Linked DNA regions of Capra hircus: region 1 is linked to region 2. A link is a contact called in public Hi-C data. All regions are on one chromosome and are shown on one strand. Each heading gives the region's core, a stretch centred on a gene start, on an enhancer-like site or on the middle of the called end of the contact. The rest is flanking DNA. Distances are from core to core; before and after follow the strand shown.

Evidence for each region. A called contact is a pair of places that touch in the nucleus more often than the background predicts.
Region 1: a contact with region 2 is called in a Hi-C map of blood, with 4 times the contacts expected there. The contact joins the enhancer-like site here to the promoter of MYOZ1 in region 2. A contact is called at or near these places in 3 of 5 Hi-C or Micro-C datasets (blood and liver).

What each region holds. Positions count from the first base shown.
Region 1 is chr28:16,125,020-16,129,648 of ARS1.2, reverse strand. It overlaps USP54 (inactive ubiquitin carboxyl-terminal hydrolase 54), which reads right to left. Exons shown (of 23, transcript XM_018042202.1): 12 at 3,949-4,080; 13 at 3,397-3,777; 14 at 2,918-3,149; 15 at 1,873-2,006. Among named protein-coding and RNA genes, the nearest start is that of PPP3CB, 32 kb to the left of the region's middle. Within about 2 kb of position 2,793, at least 4 of the 5 cell types and tissues checked have an H3K27ac peak or open chromatin away from gene starts, as enhancers often do.
Region 2 is chr28:16,011,774-16,016,135 of ARS1.2, reverse strand. MYOZ1 (myozenin-1) reads right to left here and starts at 2,678. Exons shown (of 6, transcript XM_005699214.2): 1 at 2,333-2,678; 2 at 836-926. The coding sequence starts at 908.

The DNA.
Region 1 (4,629 bases), core at 1,544-4,043, 110 kb before region 2:
AAGTGAAAAGTGAAAGGGAAGTCGCTCAGTAGCATCAGACTCTTGGCGACCCCATGGACTGCAGCCCACAAGCCTCCTCCGTCCATGGGATTTTCCAGGCACGAGTACTGGAGTGGGGGTGCCATCGCCTTCTCCGAATGGTAACACTAGTTCCTTCAAATTGAAGAGGCACAGCGCACGTTACCAAACTGTTGGACTTGTGTTAACCTCTGTAATTTTTTAAAAGGGTGATCAGTTACCAGATTAAAAAAAATAGTTTACTCTGCAAGGAGGATGGTAGTGTAGTATAGTATATAAGGAATTTATTCTAGCTCCTTGCCAAATATCTTTTACAAGTTGAGGAGTCCAGTTGGTGAATTCTATACAGCTAGTCTAGAATCAGGGCTATCAGTGAAGTCATGAGATTCAGTCTTCAGTGTACTGAAAAGCTATTGGCTGTTAAAGAAAAGAGAAGGGAGAACAGGCTGAAGTAAGAGCACGGGTATCTCAAAGCCATGTTAGTCAATATGAGACAAAATGTGGGAAATAAACTAAACCTATAATTTCATTAGGAAGAATAAATTTCTCCCATGGGTTTCTAACTGTAACCTACTCTAGCCCAGAATTTCAGAGATTATCTGCCCCTACATGCATTGTTCTGCTTTGCCAGATGTTAGCAGTCTATGCCCCTCACTCATACCTGAAAGAGTTCAGACCTTTTTATTTCTGCTGCATATCATGCTTCCAGCCACCGCTAGGAACTTTCCGTGGTCATTAAGAGAACTGGCTGTCAAACCAGTAAAGTTCCTGGGCTCATCTCTACAGTTTGCCGTGTAGTATTCTGGCCTCATCTCCCTAGTGAGCTGGCCACAAATCTATATTCAGATGCTCATTAAATCAGATCATAATTAAACTTCTGCCCACACATGCGACTCCCAATTCATCTAACATACCAGAAAAAGAGAGGGATGATGAAACACACCTTTCAGAGAAGGTTGATTCCTAAGTTAGACAAGCAGATCCCAGAAATCCTCAGCTGACTAAACAATACTGAATACATATTATCTTCCCTCAAAAATCACAAAAAGTCTCCATCTTGGGGAGACTATATAGTTATTACCTTGATTTTCTGCTCTAAGTAAGGATCTATTCATTTTGCTTATTTGAATATGCACTCTAAGTATATATGTGTGTTGTGAGAAGAATGTAAATAGGATATAAAATCTATGACTACCTCAAATTTCTATGCTTGGTGTATGATGCCTAAAATTCCAATATTCCTTTATCTTTAAGCTTTGACTTGTGAAAATACTAGCTTCTCTTAAAGAAAGCACATTTCCACGCATTTCCAGTCACATATATCTAGTGTGAAAGAGTCAGATCATCCCTTTAGAGCTTCTTTGGAGAAGGAGGGACACAGGCACGTTCAAGAAGGAAAAACAAGCAAGGATACTAGGCAGGATAGAGAGGCAGGGGTAAGGGTAGCTCTGACCTGCTCATTTCCCAATTTTGTCTAGAGTCTACATGTCCTCCTTGTTATCTCAATTCAGAGAAATAAACAATAAAAAGTCCATTCCCAAGAGGATGCCTCTACACCGAGGAAAGCCCCAGGACTTATTCTTCAGAGGAAAGCAGGTGCTCCTGACACTGTTCACCATATTTCTGTTCCTTCTTGCTTCCACCAGAAGCAAAGGAGCAAGCAGGAGAGCTGTGATAGAACAACAGTGAAAAAGATAAACCTGGAGAGAGAGCAGATCAAACGCCTCCACATTCACGTTCTGGTGGAACGAAGCACAACTGCCCTCTCATTTCACATGTGCTCAGGTTAGGCTGTTTCCCAGACAGAACTGGCAGTGAAATCCAGCTGTCCAAATCCAGCGTCCCTCCACTTACCTGAAAGGGGCTGGTTCTTCATCCAGCCACTCCTGGACACAGCGGAGTCTGCCTCCAGGATGCTGCTACTGTGAGACTTAGGGATGTGACGCCAGGAAGGGGCCAACCCTGCTGACCTCTTAGCACTTGGATCCCTTCAAAACAGAAACCAGAGGCGAAGGAAAGCATCAGAACGCTGGTAAATAGCAACATGCATAGGACCAAATTCCCTCCAAAAGCAAAAACAAAAACCTAAAGCACCAAACTAACATTAAAATATCTGCTAAACTATTTCTGAATATCGAAACACCCATTCATTTCCCCATCTTATCACACCCCATTCACGTTTTGTGTGTGTCTGGCACAAAATTTCTTTAATGAATTAATAAACAAATGTTCTCATATAGACTGCCTTCCTCTTTCCTACACTTTTATAGCATCTTTGCATGTGTTAAACTGAACAGGGTCTGAGGTCAGGGAAGAGCAGTGGGCAAGTATGGTGATACAGCTATCAACCTTTTGGACGATGTCCCTCCTTTCAAAGCAACTATACTGTTAGCAAACTTGTCTCTGAGGCAACTCAGTAAAAAAACAATGTATGGAGATCTGAAATATATAAAGCAAATGGGTTTTATGGACAAGGTGCAATGACCACTATTAAGCTGTCATCATTATCTTATGGAATGATGAATATCATTGGCTTCATAAGACACAGAATCCTTGGTGAACCTAAAAAAAAAAATAGTAAAACAAAAGGCAGGAATAAACAACAACTGGATTTTCTCTCTGATCGTATACAAGTTTCAATTCACTAACTCATTCTTTCATTAAAAGTTTGCCAGTTATTTTATATATAACATTTTTAAAAAGTTGTCTCCCCTTTCTCAAGTGCCTTTGCTTCTTCCCCCAGCAGAGGGTGCTGTTGCCACAGAAATTGATAGAGCACATTTGCTTGCCCACAAGGGGGAAAGACAGTGCATCTCTTCAGCTTGTGTGAGTTAAGAAGCCTCTTGGTGGCTTACATTTCTGTGAGGAACAACACAGCTATTCAAAGGCCAAACAATACCTGCAGACACTTGAGCTCTCAGGCAGGGCTGCATCCAGGCTGACAGGGCTGCTGCTGTTCCTCTCACTGCTCTCATAGCCAGATTCCATTCGCTGGATTAGGCGAGGGTGTTGCTCTAAAAAGTGACAGCCTGGCCGTGCTGGGCCCCAGATCTTGTACTGGGGGCTTGGTCCACCAGTTTTAACATCATAGGCAGGTGGCTTGCTTGACTCATCTGGTGTAAATTCTTTTGCTATACCGATCAAAGGACAGTGTAGAGAGAGGTAGATTTAGCATCTGCCTCAAAACAAGAAAGAACTAACTCCTCCCTCTAGTGACTCATTCATTGAGCTCATATCCACAACAGGCCACTCAGGAGGGTAAAATTCTTACCCTTCAAGGTAAAAATGTACCTTGCCAAGTCTACCAGACACCCCAGGCTATATATATATAAATCAACTTTATTCAAAAGCTCAATTCTTCCCTAATTATCTTCTCACCTGAATCTTCAGAAAACGGGCTAAGCTGGGTATAGCCACTGTGCTTCCTTTTGTCCTTACTAAAGATACTGTCAATATTCAGAGACTCTCGTTTGGGTCTCCATGTTGGACGGTATTTGCTAGAAGAACTGGATTTTGACTCGCTGCTGGTACTCTCTACTTCCCAGTCACGAGAGTGTAAAGGCAGGCTCCGAGGAGGTTTTTTGTCGGTCTGTTCTCCTCCCTTCCCTGCACAAGGAGGTCCTAGGGTGGTCTGAGAAGCCAGGGATGGTCTGCTATGGATCATATTGCTGACTGTCTCTTTAAAATCCCTTAGCCTGTTGGTGCTGCTGGATGATTTGGAGGCATTCCTAGGAGCCTGCTTCTCTTTCAGTGTTTCTCCTAAAAACACAAAGAATGAAACAACTGTAAATGTTTAAAGCCATCATGGATACCCAGACCCCAGAGTCGAAAAAGAAAGGCCTTTGAGCAGAGAGAAGAAGCCACAGGCTGAAGTGTGACAAAAGCGAGATAGAGTAAAGAAAGAAAGAGAAGCTCTGCAGGGGGGCTTGCCTTCACTGTGGTACCCTGAGGCCTGAGGCTCATCGCCTTTCCTCCTGACCCGGCCAGAGCTCCTCTTGCGCTCTATCAATGACCCTTTCTTGGATGGGAGTTTCTGATTACATTCACTGTCAGTCAGGTGTCCTGAAGAAAACAAGGAAATGAGGGTAAGTTGGTATCTGAGACTGACCTCCATCCATTTGAGAACCTACTCTCCCTTTGGGATTCATGGCAGCGTCGCCAAACTTAGGGGATCAGAAGCTGTAGAGGCCAAAACTACGTATCTGATTTCAGTGCAGCAGGAATCTCTCAGTAGACAAAGGCAGAGAAGCTCAAGTATTTATCAGGAATTTCCAAATTTACAGTGTCTCCTGAGCAATGACCAGTCTCAATCTCCCTCATAATCCTTCCCGGTGACCCAGAAGGATACATCACTTGGTAGTTTTTAAAAAGCAAAAGTTTTAAAGATTATATAAGAATGTCATGTATCAATGTATTTTCATTCTCATCAAAAGAAGACAGAGTTTTCCTTCTATTTATTTAACAACACAAATTAAGTGAAGGCTAATTTTTGTTACATCTGATATTATCCCAGGGGCCCTAGCCTTTGCCCATGAAAGCTCTGACTGTGTATGGCTTTAACACCCAACTCTAAACATGCGTTAAGTGTGAATCATCCCAAAGGACATTTGA
Region 2 (4,362 bases), core at 1,429-3,928:
TGCCATCCGCAACTAAGCGTGTGTGTGTGTCCCAGTGGAGGTCACTGAGGGAAGCAGATGCTGTCTCTGATGTCTGGTTAAATTCTGTCTAGTCTATGAGGGATTTTGATTTCCTGGGTTTGGAGTTGGAGAGAACGCATGGGAAATGGGGTGTAGAGGGGAAGACGGGGAATACTAAAGTGGCGTGGAGAGGGTACATGGTGTAACAGAGGTATGGGGTACAAGGCAAAAGAGTAAAGAAACATCATAGGTGGAGAACATTGGGGAAGCCTAGCATGGGGGGAAGCCCAAAGGCCACCTCTAAATATAGACTCCTGTCTCAACTTCTTTCCCTTCTCTTCTTCTCATAAACTCTGGCTGCAAACAGCCTCTCGGTATTAGGAAAGCTCGTCTACCCCCAGGAAAAATGCTCAAGGAATTTTCCGTTTTAAGTGCTCAGACAAAGCTCCTTCGTTCTGGGGAAAGAAGTAAGGAAATTAAGCTCTTATTGAGACCTTACTCTGTGCCAGTCTGCAGCATATATGTTTTCTCTTCAAACACACCTCATTGACCTGTGGGTCCTGTTGTCTTGGACCTGCGCTGGGTAACATGGCAGGGATATTACTGTCTCAGATTACAAGGTGAAAAGGGTGGAAGGGGGAGTAGTCAGTGTTGAATTCTTTCTTGTTCTTCCCCCCCCCACCCCTGTAAACCCCACCACCCCCCCAAATTCCTCGTGTCTCTTCATATCTCTTCACCTTAAGACATATACAACCTTATGATATTTCTGGAACTTTTGGGCCAGAGATACTCTTACTAAGAAGTCCCATACTAGGTAGGTGCGAACATGCCATACCTCCAGTGAGTTCCATGATCAGCTTGCTGGATTTCCTCTTCTTATTGGGGGCTGGGGTCCCTGACAGCGGCATTGTGGAGGTGGATGGAGCCTGGACAGGGTGGGAAGGGGAAGCTGAAGGATGGACAGGGTGTAGAGTGAGTGTCCCCAGTAGGTACTGCTTAAAGACTTTCAGGAAAAACACTTCATTAGATTTTTCAGAGAAAAAGGCTTCCCTGGTAGCTCAGACAGTAAACAGTCTGCCTGCAATGCAGGAGACCTGGGTTTGATCCCTGGGTCAGGAAGATCCCCTGGAGAAGGAAATGGCAACCCACTCTAGTATTCTTGCCTGGAAAATCACATGGACCATGGACGGAGGAGCCTGGCGTGCAACACCCCATGGAGTTGCAAAGAGTCTGACACGACCGAGCGACTCACAAACACACACAAAAGGTGAAAATCCATTGCTTTATGGCTTCTCTTCTTAGGAAGCAGAGCAGAAAGTATAGATATACCCCCTGTTCCTACCTTCTACCAACCTCTCTATTCAGCTGTTTTACACAGAGATGGTGCAGAGTTTAGGAATACAATGTTATGTTGGGAATAAAACAAACAAATTACAGGTAGGGCAATGCACCCAGATTTTATTGGTTTGGCATGATATGAAGTTTTTATTTGCATGGGCCTCTCAGTTTGGAGCTGTCATTCCAAGCTCTAGTCTCTCAGTTTTCCCCCAAGCCCCAGGGCAGGGGTGGGGAGGTGGGGGTGGAGCAGAAAAAATGTTCTGCCAGCATTGAGGAGATCCAGCCAAAAACATTCTCCATAGGATGAAGAGGTTATTGCCCCTCCCTTGGGCCAGCTGGATCATGGCCTGGGAGGTCACAGCATTGCTTCTGCTCTCTCAGTCACTCCCCCCTGCCCTCCCCAGCCCTGACTGGACCCTAGAACCAGAGTGCAGAGGGAGGTCAGGGGACATTTGAACCTTGATGCGTATCAATTCAGCAATATCACAGCAGCACAAAATTCAGGGAGGACAGAAACATACTCATAGGACCTGGCAGTAGATGGGGACAAGCTGGAAAAAGATACAAATTCCAGCCCCTCCTTCACAGAAGCTGGGTCTCAGCAAAATGCTGTCTTCTACTGAGTCCTATCTCACAACACACCTGCAATTCTACTTGCTTAGTGGGGTCTGCTGCAGCTGGAGTCCAGGAACTGCTAAATGGACTTTCCCTGTACTCCTCTCAGCCCCAACTAGGTTCTTATTTTCCACCCAGCCTCTCAGTCTCCACCCCTCTGCCCATTTCTTCAGTGTCTCCCCCAACATCTCAGTCCCCCCACCCTCTGGAGTCCTTCTCCCTCCAACTCTCTGTGGCCCCCCTCAACTGGACAACTGGGGAATAAGTATAGATGGAGGAAGGGGGCAGCTCCCCTGGGATCAAGGGTCACTGTTACAGACACAGACACAGCAGTGACAGAAGGCGCTCCAGCCCCTTGGGCCATCAGCTGGAGACTTACCGGCTGCTCAGGCGGTGGTCAGCTCTCCCTGGGGTCCAGCAGCTCTGGAAGACTGAGCTGCTGTGACTAGAGAACCCGAGCTAGGCAGGCGTGGGGGCAGCACTGGCAGTGGGGGAGGGAGCATGGTTATTAATAGAGATGATGAGCGCAAGCAGCTCAAATGGCACAGGGGGTACTGAGACCCTGGAACCAAGATCCCGCCCTCCTTGCCCAGAGGCTCGGGAAGGGTAGGAAAAGCCTTTGGAATTCTCCCATTAAGCTGTCTGAGCCAAGGATCACTCTGCCCAGGGACTCCCCTTCCTTGGCACCTAGAGGCTCAGATCCAGAGAAGCACTCAGGGAGAAACTGAAAACTGAGAGGGAGAGAGGAAGCAGGCAGCAAGTGGTGGACAGGAATTCGGAGTGGGAGAGTGAGAACCAGAACGTGTCTGGAGAGCCATGCAGAGCCAATGTAGGCCGGGGCTTGAGGGACATGTGGGTGGGAAGGCTTAAGATGCTATGTCTGGAGAAGGGAATTTCTGTTCACAATGTTTTAAGTGCCCTTTGAAAGTTCCTGGAAAAGCGAGTCTTTCTTCTGGGAGGGCCAGATCTTAGCAGGATAAGGGACCAAATTAACCAAATCCAGTGCTTAGGCTGTCAGGGATGATGTGGGGCAAAACTTGAGCCAGTTTCCTCATTTTTATCCCCATTTGCTGTTGGGGTGCTCAGCTCAGCCTACTCAGAGGACAGATGTCACTTCTCCCTGGATAGATATCCTTCTTCCTGAGAAGGACATAGAGGCTTCTGACCTGCCAGGGCTTTACTCTCTGAGGTTCCTACTTAGAATTTTCTGGACTATCCCATTCACACTGGTCTAGAGAAGCCTCTGGGCTGGGGCACAAGCTTGAGAGCACCCTGGAGGTCTGTCATTTGCCTGAGCCCTCTCTCAGTAGCTGCAAGAACACCCTGGATCCTCCTGTCTTCTGCTCAGGTTTTGCAACCAGCTGTTTCACCTCTGCTGGAGCCACCACCATGCTGTAGCTGCCTTAGGAAGTGGCTTCTGTAGCTCCCAGAATACCATTTTGTCCTTCTATGAGCTATCCACTTTTCCTGACCATGTCCTTTTCCCATCCTGAACTTTATAGGTTCAGGTTAGATTGCCAGGAGAAATATCAATAACCTCAGATATGCAGATGACACCACCCTTATGGCAGAAAGTGAAGAGGAACTAAAAAGCCTCTTGATGAAAGTGAAAGTGGAGAGTGAAAAAGTTGGCCTAACACTCAACATTCAGAAAACGAAGATTATGGCATCCGGTCCCATCACTTCATGGGACATAGATGGGGAAACAGTGGAAACAGTGTCAGACTTTATTTTTGGGGCTCCAAAATCACTGCAGATGGTGATTGCAGCCATGAAATTAAAAGATGCTTACTCCTTGGAAGAAAAGTTATGACCAACCTAGATAGCATATTCAAAAGCAGAGACAATACTTTGCCTCATGTATGGATGTGAGAGTTGGACTGTGAAGAAGGCTGAGCGCCGAAGAATTGATGCTTTTGAACTGTAGTGTTGGAGAAGACTCTTGAGAGTCCCTTGGACTGCAAGGAGATCCAACCAGTCCATTCTGAAGGAGATCAGCCCTGGGATTTCTTTGGAAGGAATGATGCTAAAGCGGAAACTCCAGTACTTTGGCCACCTCATGCAAAGAGTTGCCTCATTGGAAAAGACTCTGATGCTGGGAGGGATTGGGGGCAGGAGGAGAAGGGGAAGAAGAGGATGAGATGGCTGGATGGCATCACTGACTTGATGGACGTGAGTCTGAGTGAACTCCGGGAGTTGGTGATGGACAAGGAGGCCTGGCGTGCTGCGATTCGTGGGGTCGCAAAGAGTCGGACACGACTGAGCGACTGAACTGAACTGAACTGAACTGAACTAGGGGCCAAAAGTTCTCCCTGCTCCCCTCTACTTGGCCTCTGACCAAACCAGTTTAGCCTCCAGATACCTCATCTTTTGTCCTTTTCCTCTGTTCTCTCCTAACCCAAAAAAGCA